2 separate regions of the Oryctolagus cuniculus genome follow, and region 1 is linked to region 2. A link is a contact called in public Micro-C data. All regions are on one chromosome and are shown on one strand. Each heading gives the region's core, a stretch centred on a gene start, on an enhancer-like site or on the middle of the called end of the contact. The rest is flanking DNA. Distances are from core to core; before and after follow the strand shown. Region 1 holds the start of SPATS2L (spermatogenesis associated serine rich 2 like). Region 2 holds the start of KCTD18 (potassium channel tetramerization domain containing 18).

Region 1 (5,471 bases), core at 311-2,810, 210 kb before region 2:
TCTCATATTCTGTTTTTCTTGGATTTTTAATATCCTCATTCAATAATAGGAATGTAAATCAAATGTTTTTTTAAAATCATCTATACTGGCTGGTGCAGGGGCTCAATTGGCTAATCCTCCGCCTGTGGCGCTGGCACCCCGGGTTCTAGTCCCGGTTGGGGCACCGGATTCTGTCCTGGTTGCTCCTCTTCCAGTCCAGCTCTCTGCTGTGACCCGAGAAGGCAGTGGAGGATGGCCCAAGTGCTTGGGCCCTGCACCTGCATGGGAGACCAGGAAGAAGGACCTGGCTCCTGGCTTCGGATCGGCGCAGCGTGCCGGCCATAGCAGCCATTTGGGGGGTGAACCAACGGAAAAGGAAGACCTTTCTCTCTGTCTCTCTCTCTCACTGCCTAACTCTGCCTGTCAAAAAAAAAATCACCTATATCTAATTCAACAAAATACTTTTAGCTATGTGATGTGCAAGAAGCTTTCACTCATGTTTCCATTTTAAACTCTTTCCCAGAAACAAAAAATTTCCATATTTTCCTGAGTAAATTTATTTAAACAGCCAAAGGGTTAGGATTATTTGAAACGCATTCTCTATAAAACCTTTAAGAGTCTGATTTCTTTTGCTGTGTGTCTTAGCTAACGATTGAGCCAAGTAATTGTATTCTTCGGAGTTATGTTGCACTTACTTTTTAATGGGCTGGGCCTCCATTCCCAGTGGTAGTCTAGTTGGGGGAATAGTGGCTGCCACCACGTTCCACTGCTCCACCTGTTTTTTTTCCCATCCACTCAGTGCTTTTACACCTTCACTCCCAGTACACACGGCAGTTCCTCTCAAAGCTACTACCCGCCCACTGGCAAACAGCCCTCAAGTACACCCTGGATGAGCTTTCGAAAACCCTTTTTTTCCTCCGGTTATGCTCAGTTCTTGGAAGTATTTTTTGTTCCAAACCCCAGTACTTTCTGAAGACAGCTCCGAATAGGCTTACTTTGTTTACATTTCTTGATGAGTTAGATTTGGAGCTCTGGGAGGATTAAGAAGTGGCAGAAGGAAGGAGTGAAGAGTGAATTCAATGTTATCTCCAGTACTTCCCAGGAAAGTAATATTTCATTATTCATTTTAGAAATCTAATTATGGAGATGGAGGAACTCCTCCCTCCCTCAAACTTAAATGAATTATTTTGTCCAAGGATCTCAAAAGTGCATCTGATTGTTACAAGTCACCTCTTCTACCTAAATTTAACAAACAGGATGATGTTTGTCCTTCCTGTGTAGTTTGGCTTCCAGAACCTAGTATTCCCACCTGTACCACAGGTGGTGCAGACCTACAGGTTCAAATTCTTCCTCCATCAATTACTAAGCCAAAAATGTAGGTAAAGTTTTTAGTTTCTCTGTGCCTCAAAGGACAAAAACAAAACAAAACAAAAACAAACAAACAAAAAAACTAACTGATGGGGTTGCTTGAAGAATTAAATGAGCTAATACTTACTAAGCACTTGCAAATATTTGTTAGCTAAATTACAAGATCCACACATCAAACCAGTGTGACTATGAAGTAGCAATCGCAGCTTGTCACACGGGAAAATGAGTTCCTTTCCTGCAGGCTCCTCTTGCTCTCAACGGTTGTACTTCATCAGCAGGGGCACGCTCTGTGAGAAGATCTGAACTCTACCCCCAACGGTGTATTTTATTTCAAATTGTGAATTTCTGAACATTGCACAATACACGATTCTGCTGTATACCCGGAAGCCCGTTAGAGCCTGCAGCTGGAGAGGCATAACCAGCTCAAGTCCGTTGTTTGTAGTGGACTTCGACGTCCACAGAAGCTGCTGAGCAACAGTTACTGGTGTTGAGAAAAAAGGAGGTAAGAAGTCACCCTCCAAAAATAAACAAACAAACGGCACTGGCACTGGAGCGCAGCCTGCATTTCACTCTGCCGCCTCTGGAAGAGGCGCGGTACCTAAAGTGCTTCCATCATGAATAACGATTGAGAAACTGCCTCACTCGGCCGAGGACCGCGCTCCCGGGCAGAACCCCCGGGGCTGATGCCATCGCTTCCAGCTGTCACTCGGCTGTCGCACGCGTGCAGAGCCCAGCGCGAGGACCAGCGGCCAGGACACCCCGGCTCGGCCGGCGTTCCAAGGTCAGACCCGAGAGTCCCAGCACTTCCTCCGAGCCTGATGGCTGAGCACATCTCCGAAGAAGCTGCCTTTGTTTACATTTTCTTCGAGCTTGGCTCCTCACCAGAAAGCATTACTACCTTCTAGAAGGAGTAGCATCTTGCATTTGTAGACAGCGCCGCGGGGAGCAAAGTTCATTTTCCCGGGTAGGGGAGGATGATTTCTCTTGCAACACGTGCGGGCTGCGACCAAATCTTTGAATACCAGGGGGCGTCTCCCGAAGGTGGAGGTTTGGGGAAAGGCGAGGAGGGCTGCTGCGGGGCAAGCAAAGTGCGGAAGCTGTGTGGGGATTCTTCTAGAAAGTGGGGTGGGAAAGCAGCTAGGGAGGGCGTGTGGAGGGAAGGGATCTGTGTCGGAACGTGCGTGCGAGCGGATACAAAACCCCAGAGAGGCGTGAGCAGCGCCGCGTGTGCGAGCCGAGCGAGGGGCGCCGGCCGGGGTGTGTGCGCCTGGTGAGTGACACCGAGGGGCGGGCTGGCCGGCGGGCCGGCGGGCGGGGGCAGCCGGCGAGGGGCGGGAGCGGCCCTACCGGAGCCGGCCGAGCCGGAGTTGTGTCAGTGAAGGAATCCAGTCCGGGGCCGAGCCGGCTGCGCCCTCCGCCGCGAGCGCCGGCAGCGCGGGGCGAGCTCGGGACGGCGCGCGGCCCAGGCAGCGGCTCCGCTTGGCCCGCCCTCCGCGCCGCAGGGGCCGCCACCGCCGCGTCGCCTCCCCCGCCCCCCATCCCACGGGCGACCGCGCCCCCGGTCCTCGGCCCCGACCCGCGACGGAGCGGCCGGCGCCCGCCACTGAGGTAAGCCCGGGACCCCAGGCCGCCGCCGCCCGAGACCCCCCCCCCCCCTCACCCGGCAGCCCGGGCCGACACGCGGGACGCGAACGGGCGGGCGGGCGGACGCGGCGGGGCCTGCGCGGCGGCGGGGCTGGAGGCTCGGCTCGGCCCGGGCCGAGCGTTCCGCAGCCGGGGCCGCCCAGCCCCCGCCGCCTCCCGGGGCGCTGGGTGTGGCCCGCGCTCGGCGACGCCGCGGGCTGGCGGCGCGGACCGGACGCGGAGGTCGCCGCGCTGCTTTCCGTGGCTGGCGCGGGCGAGCGGGAGGAGGCACTGACCCCGGCGCACCCTCGCGCGCCCGGGGCGAGCGTGCCGCGCTCCGACGTGGACCCGCCCGCCCCGGATCTGAATCGCCCACGGCCGCGGTCCCTCGCCTGCCCCTTCTCCCGCGCGGGCGCCCCCTTCCAGTCCCGAGCGGGAGTGAGACCCACCCCCGCCCGGCGCCTTCTCGCTCCCAGCCGCCGAGCTTGCCCGCATCTGCGGGACCATCCCGGCCAAGAGCGGGCGCCGCGGGTCTCCTCGCTGTCCGCCCCCCGCGCGTAGTCTGGTCCCCACGCGTTCGCATCCCCGCCGCCGGGGCAGGCGGGGGTGACAAGGGTAGCCGCCGAGCGCCCTGGCTGGGCGATGGAGCGGGAGCAGGCGGGCGGCCGCAGGCGGCGGGCCGGAGCCGCAGACCAGGGGTGTTTTCCTGCGCGCGGACGGGGTCCTTCGCGCTCCCCTATGCTCTTGGCTGCGTGTCGGGGCAGGCTGACTGCAGGCGTCCGGGCGAGGGGCCGAGAGACTTCGCTGGATGAGATGCGACCCGAGCTTTGCATCTTGGCGAGTGGAGCTCTCTGGTGCTCCAGGGATTGGTGTTTGTGTGTGTGTGTGTGTGTGTGTGTGTGAGAGAGAGAGAGAGAGAGAGAGAGAGAGAGAGAGAGAGAGAACTTAAGGAGCTTTTTCAGTACCCTGCGTGCCCTGGCTTTAGCGGATGCCAAGGCTTTGGAGACCTGACACTTTGATTACGGATTCTTTCTGTACAGCGTTTTCCTTTGAGTGGAGTTCGGGGAATGTAGCTTGAGAACTAGCGAAACCCCTTGAAGTTCAACCACCACCTTTTTCTTTACATGCCACGTTCACTTGCTTATTGAAGCGTTTTCAAAACATCATATTATTTACCACACCCCCAGTGGGTCACAACAGAAAAATGACTGAAATTTTAGAACCTGTGCAGAGAAAGAGGTTTGATGCCAGGGTGAGAAAGAGTAAGATGGTGTGACCTTTATAGCGTCGCTTTAGTTTGTCTGCCAGGAGGGATTCATTGCCACCGTGATTGATTTTGTTTTCCAGAGACTAAGCAGATGTGCAACATGGCAGGGAAAGGAAAGGACAGGAAGTCGGGAATCGCTTGGGGGGGGGGCTATTCAAGTAACAAGACCCATTATTTTGGAAGATGTTCTGAAAATAAAGCATAAAGTTGCCTTGTGGATAGAGTATTTTATGTCGCTCATGAAATTGTGCTACCTAACCAGAAAGCATTGCGTTGTGTAGATTTTATCAAATAACTAGTATTTAAAAACAGGGGTGTATGAGAAAAATTTGTTGGATCTAACTGGGGATAAAAAGAACTTCAGGAAATTTTTTTTAGGTTTTTTTTTTAACTTTTATTTAATGAATATAAATTTCCAAAGTACGACTTATGGATTACAATGGCTTCCCCCCCATACCGTCCCTCCCACCGGCAACCCTCCCCTTTTCCACTCCCTCTCCCCTTCCATTCACATCAAGATTCATTTTCGATTATCTTAATATACAGAAGATCAGCTTAGTATACATTAAGTAAGGATTTCAACAGTTTGCTCCCACACAGAAACATAAAGTGAAAAATAATAGATGATTTTTTTTGTATTTGGTTAATCTTTTTTTTTTAAACTTTTATTTAATGAATATAAGGAAATTTTTTTTTCTATTTGAACAAGGCAAATAGTACTGCAAAGAGAGTTTTGGAATCAACTCAGGCTGGGTTACAAACCTTTATTATGGAGGAGCAGAACGGAAATGCCCAGATTCTATCTGTGGCTTTAAACACACACACATACACACACACACACACAGGCACACGCTACTGACCCCCACAAAGAAAATTTGCATGAAAATACAATCACTTGAATGCAGAGAAAGTTTAAAAGGTTAGTAAAAACCAAACATCTGGAAAAGAAGTGTATTAATTGGCAATTTTCTTTCTTCCTTAATCCCTGGAAATATTAAATGACTTCCTAAGAATCAACTTAGTGGAATGCGCTCATGTAGCCGGCACAGCCATCGGGACTCTTTTGTATTCATCCTGTTTTATGGAGCCCCCTAATGAAAGTGTGCAGTTAGCGGTTGCCCGGCTCGCTCGCACTGGTTTTCAGGTGGCCATTGTGGAGGGAGACCACTGTGGGCTCGTGAAGCCGCTCTGCCAGATCAGTAATGATCAGGGAACGAAAACACGGAGGCCACCT
Region 2 (5,277 bases), core at 176-2,675:
AATCTATGTATCTGAGAGGCAGACAGACAGAGGGAGATAGATAAACAGAGAAATCCCATACACTGCTTCACTCCCCTAACTGCCCATAACCACCAGCACTGGGCTGGGCCAAAGCCAGGAGCCAGGAACTCAGTTCAGGTCTGAGTGGGTGGCAGGATCTCCATCACTGGGGCCATGGCCGCTGCCTCCCAGGGTCCACCCGAGCAGAAAGCTGGAGGCGGGAATCAAACAGATACCCTGACATGGGACTCAGACATCTCAAGGGCCAAAAGCCTGCCCCCTACACTTATCTTTTCACTGCATTTCCCACAAGCTTTTTGACAGCTCCTCCTGTTCTTCAAGGCAAACCTCACTTCTTATGTGCCCTTCCCAAGTACCAGTTAGAATCCTTGCAGCTTTACAAATGCATTTTCTCCTTCTGGCCACAATGGATCCTACTTGTTTAATCCCAACTTTCTGTCTGTCCGCCACCCTTTGGATAATTTCCTGGGAACCTTTTATTGATCACTTCCCTGGTGCCAGCCACTGTAAAAGCCACTTAACAGACATCACCTAATTCACACAAGTCTTCCTACCGCATAGCGAGTGCTGTCTCTATGAGACAAGACACTGGGGTAAAATCAGAGTGATGTGTGCAATGTCCACACTAGGGCAGCCTGATAGTCCGTGAGTAGGACCACTCTCAAGTTCTGCCTGTGGCTCCCCCCACCGCTCCTGCTCCAGGTCCTTCACTGGATGGCATCCGCCCATCTGAAAGACCTGGTGGCCAAGGACTAAAGTGCTCATCCCGCCCTCAGCGCTGTCAGTGTGTCCCACAGGGCAGAAGACTCTCCCCATTTCAAGGCCACTCCTACGCAGGCGCGTCCTAGGCCCCCTCCTCCAATGCACCCTCTGGGGCTCCCTGTGGTGGGGGAAGTGTCCCCCAGAGTGCGGGCCGCCTGCATCAAAGCCATCAGGGACCCCTGCTGAAAATGCAGACCCCCAGGCCACCAGAGTCCGCTTCACCAGGTCTGAAGAGGGGTCGGGATCTGCCCACTCCCGACCTCACTTTGAGAAGAAACTGCTGAGGGGCTGGCACTCCTCCCCCGAAGCGGCATCAAAGGGAGGAGTTAAAGAACCACGAAAGCCCCGCCGGGTATCCCAAGGCCCGTGGACCCCAATCGGCCCGAAGCCGGAGCCTGCGGCCCGGCCCCTTAGGGCTCCCCGCCGCCTCCCGGGCCCGCAGCCCACCCGGTGCCCAGATTCTCAGCACGGGCTGGGCGGGGCGGCGGCCTCCCCGACTGACCTGCGGCCGGCCGGGCCCTCGGCGCGGCGGCCGGACGCCGCGGGGCCTGACGCGGAAGTGAGCGCCGACGCGGCTGCTCGGCAACTCGGGGAACAGAGCGGGCCCAGCGGCTCCCCCGTGCGGCCCGGCCTGGCGGCGACCGCAGCGCAGAGAGAGAGGCCACGCCCAGGCCCCGCCCTGTCACACCCGCGCCACGCCCCCGAGCCGGTCCTCCCGCCCCTGGGGCACCTGGGGTGGGCTGGTGGACAGGGGGCGGGGGTGGGTAGGAGGGGTCTTCCTGTCCCTGAGGGAAAGGAAAGGCCTGGCAGGTAGGACACGAGGGACAGTCATGTCCACCAAGAGGCTGCTTTTGTAGAAGAAAAGATCACAGAGATTGTGACTGTGCAGGGTCAACGCGAAGCACTTCCGAGTCAGGTTCATTCCCTCTGAAGAGAGCCACTCAGTGCTGAGGTTCGTGGTACTTGGAGAAATCCGTTCGGATAGTGGTTGTGGTTTGCAAAGTCTTTTTCATACAGAACATTCTTGTTTAATAGTCTGTGAGACAACCCTGCACAAGGTGATAATACTTTTATTCCTGTTATAAGAAAAACGGAAGCGAGACCAAATGTTTCTTGAACACTTTTGTAAAGTTGACACCATGTTAAGTCCTTTGCATGCACTGCTTGATTTTTTTCTTAACAATAAACCCCAGAAGAGTTATTTCGGGTTCCTGCTGCACCCCACCTTGTAGAAGGGACTTTGCTAGCTATTTCAAGAGCAGTAAAACAGTCCTTTTATGCAAGGTGCTTCCCCAGTCAAAGCTAATTGGTTTCTGATTCCAGTGGCTTGGTCTTAGAAGGGAAAGAGCCAAGGACAGGTAAACCCGTCCACAGCCTCTGATGTTAATCACCTTGGGAGACAGGCAAGTATTTTTCAATCTGTGGTCATCGAGCTCTAACTATAGACAAGACACTGGGAGTGAAGGATTGGACAAAACAGTGTCACTGAGCCATGCACCTCGTTCAGCAGTCAGATTTGTTCTGTAAATATTTTAGGATTTGTGGGCCGTATACAACTGATCCACACTGCTGCTGTGTGAAAGAAGGGATAAACAGTACATAAATGAGCAAGCATTCCTGTGTTCCAGCTTCATTTATGGTCACTAAAATTTGAATTCCACATAATTGGCATGTGTCACAAAATATTCTGTTTTCAAACACTAAAATACATAAAAACAATTCTTAAAACAGAAGCAGTACAAAAAGCAAATGGAAGTCTCTGCCCTTCCATATTCAAGTGGGAGAAATAGATCCTAAGTGAAATATTTGCAAAGTGATAATTGCTATAGGTGGGAAGAGAGTCAGGATAATGTTGCAAGGAGATGATAGCTGGAGTGGACGGATCCTTGCTGATAAGGGGGCATTTAAGTTGAGAGCTAAGGATGAGAATGATCCCATCTTCTGAAGAGATGGAGAAAGAGTGTGAAGGAGGAAGAGCTAGTGGAAAGGCCCTGGGGCAGAAAAGGACTTGGAAATTTGTAGGAAGACAAAGGACATATGTATGTCTGAAGCTTGATGAGCCTATCACAAAGTGATTTGACATGAGGTTGAAAAAAGAGAACAGATTTTAAAGCATCTAATCATAATGGGAAGTCATGAGCAGTGTTAAGCAGGGAAGTGGCACAATGACTCACTATTTTAAAAAAAATCACTGTGATGGAATGGACTGGGGTAGTCACAGCTCTGCTTGAGTGGTGATCATGATAAACAGAAGTGGATGGATGAAGAGATGACATCAAGTTTTCCAAAGGATCTCTATGAGCTGTTTCCAGTGGATCACTATTAGGTGCTCGCTGAGGTCCTTTGAGAAGCACACGAGATCAGATTAGACATGGGAGATTCATTGTAGCTGTAAGAGAATCATAGGGAGGCATCTGAAGGGAACTGGGAGAGACATTAGGTGGGCTCAGCCCTTGTGCAGGAAAGGAAGGCTAGGAAAAGCCATAAATATGACACCATTCCAAGAAAATTTCAGCAAAGTCAATGGGGAATGTTCAAGTCAAAGTCCCCCAGCAGAGGAGTCCCTTGTATCCCTGCTATGTTCAGTTGCTGGCTGGGAGCAATCAATGGAAGTGCAGCCCAGAACATGGTGATGGATTTCGAAGCACAGTAGCTAGGGCTCTCAGACAGTAATGATCCCTGCAGGTAGAGATCTGAAAGGTATGTGTTCATGGGTGTCACATAAAGGAAATAGGGGAACACAAGATTACCTAAAAATTGCTGGCTTGAGTAACTGAACGGTGGTGAATTTCCTGAGAGGGTGAATAATAGCAGGATCAGTTTGAAGGAAAAGACCAGATGCTGTATTTGGGGTAGATGTCTAATAGACATCCAAATAGATTGAATAGCAGCAATTGAGTATATCTGGAGTTCAAGAACAAAGTTCCTTGCTAAAGGTATAAATTTGGAAGCTAAAAGCATGTAAAGCAATGAGACTGGATGAGATTGCAGGAAAAGAGGGCCCCGGAGGCAAGGTTAGAAAAAAGAGTAGACCTTTTTTCCGGGAAATTCCACCCTTCTGGGAAATCCAATTTCCCACCCCTTCCACGCTAGTGGACAGAGGTGGGAGAGCCAATCCAAATAGGACATAGGACCCCCACTGCAGGCACTAGGTGGAGGGCCAGTATGACACAGAGAAGGGGGAGAAAGAAGGAAATAACATAAAAAGAGACAAGCCACGCTGGGGCAAGGGACTCCCAGCTCTGGGACACGTTCTCCACAGAGGAGCTTTTGTCATTTATTGCAAATAAACTCACTTTGATTTTTGCACTCTCTCTCTCAGACTCTTCTCTTTATTTCCATATTGAGTAATAAGTCTGTGGAGCAAGGCCCCCAACCAGGACCCAGCAAGATTATCTGCAGAAATAGCAGATAAATTAAATGAAACAGGGTGAAACATTGACTCCAACATGTAGAGCTCAGGAACAGAAGGAAGAACCGATTGGAATGGGGTCGGGGTTGGGAGGGGGAGAACCAGGAGAGCATGGAGTTATAGGAACCAAGAAGCCAGGGTGTCACTTATGTCAATTACTCATTAAATTTTGTAATGCGGGAGCTCCTGGTGACCTTGCCAAGATCTAAGGCAGTGCTGTAGTGAAGATGCAAACCCAGATAAAAGTGGATTGCAGAAGGAATGGGGAGTGAGAGACTGGATAGAACTCTCTAGAGAAGACTTACTGTGAAACATAGAGAAGCAGGGCCTTGCTGAGGAAAGAGAGTCAGAGAAAGGAGTTTTAGGGTGAGAGTCACAAGCAGGTTATGCTAGTGGAAGTGGCCCAATAGTTAGAGGTTGATGATGCAGGTGGAAAAGGAGGCAACTGAAAGAATGAAATACTTGACAAAGCAAAAGTGTGCTAGAGCCAGGGCACAAGTGGCAGAATTGCTCTTTGATCAGCACAAAACAAAGACAGACTTGAGTTCAGGCAGCTTGGTAGATTTCCTGGTGGGAAGAAGAGGACATTCTGATCAGATAGCTTCTGCTTTCTCCATTTAGACTAAAGCAAGTTCAGTGCCTAACAAAAAGAAGATGAGGAAAGAAAAAGATTTGGAGAACGGGGGTAAAAAATGAATTATTTCCCTTGAGAGACTGAAAAGCAAACTTTCTGCAGGAATATAGCAGGATTTCCAGGAAGGGATGAGTGTCCATTTGAAGATTTTAATCATTATCATATGGATGACAAACACATCATCCTGGCTATGTAACTTTTATCCAGCAACATGCAATTGGTTCAGTGTATGTCCTGAGAAAGTAGACAATCAGACTACAAGTGGTTGGGATTCAATCAAGTAACGAAACACAAGAGACAGGGCAACAGGGTAGAATATATTTGTAAGTGATCAGTTATCACAATGGACTCCAAGCTGGGTAAGGATGGAAGTAAATGTATAAAAGACATGAAAGAGAGTGAAAACGTAGAGAAATTAACATATTATACGTCTCAGTGAAGTGGAGAA

Evidence for each region. Hi-C and Micro-C count contacts between places; a contact is called where the count stands out from the background.
Region 1: a Micro-C map of ear pinna shows a contact between it and region 2, with 5 times the contacts expected there. The contact joins the promoter of SPATS2L here to the promoter of KCTD18 in region 2. A contact is called at or near these places in 2 of 6 Hi-C or Micro-C datasets (ear pinna and an unstated tissue).

The regions. Positions count from the first base shown.
Region 1 is chr3:39,817,948-39,823,418 of mOryCun1.1, reverse strand. SPATS2L (spermatogenesis associated serine rich 2 like) reads left to right here and starts at 1,560. Exons shown (of 12, transcript XM_070070428.1): 1 at 1,560-2,128.
Region 2 is chr3:39,610,739-39,616,015 of mOryCun1.1, reverse strand. It overlaps KCTD18 (potassium channel tetramerization domain containing 18), which reads right to left and starts at 1,425. Exons shown (of 7, transcript XM_002712526.5): 1 at 1,286-1,425.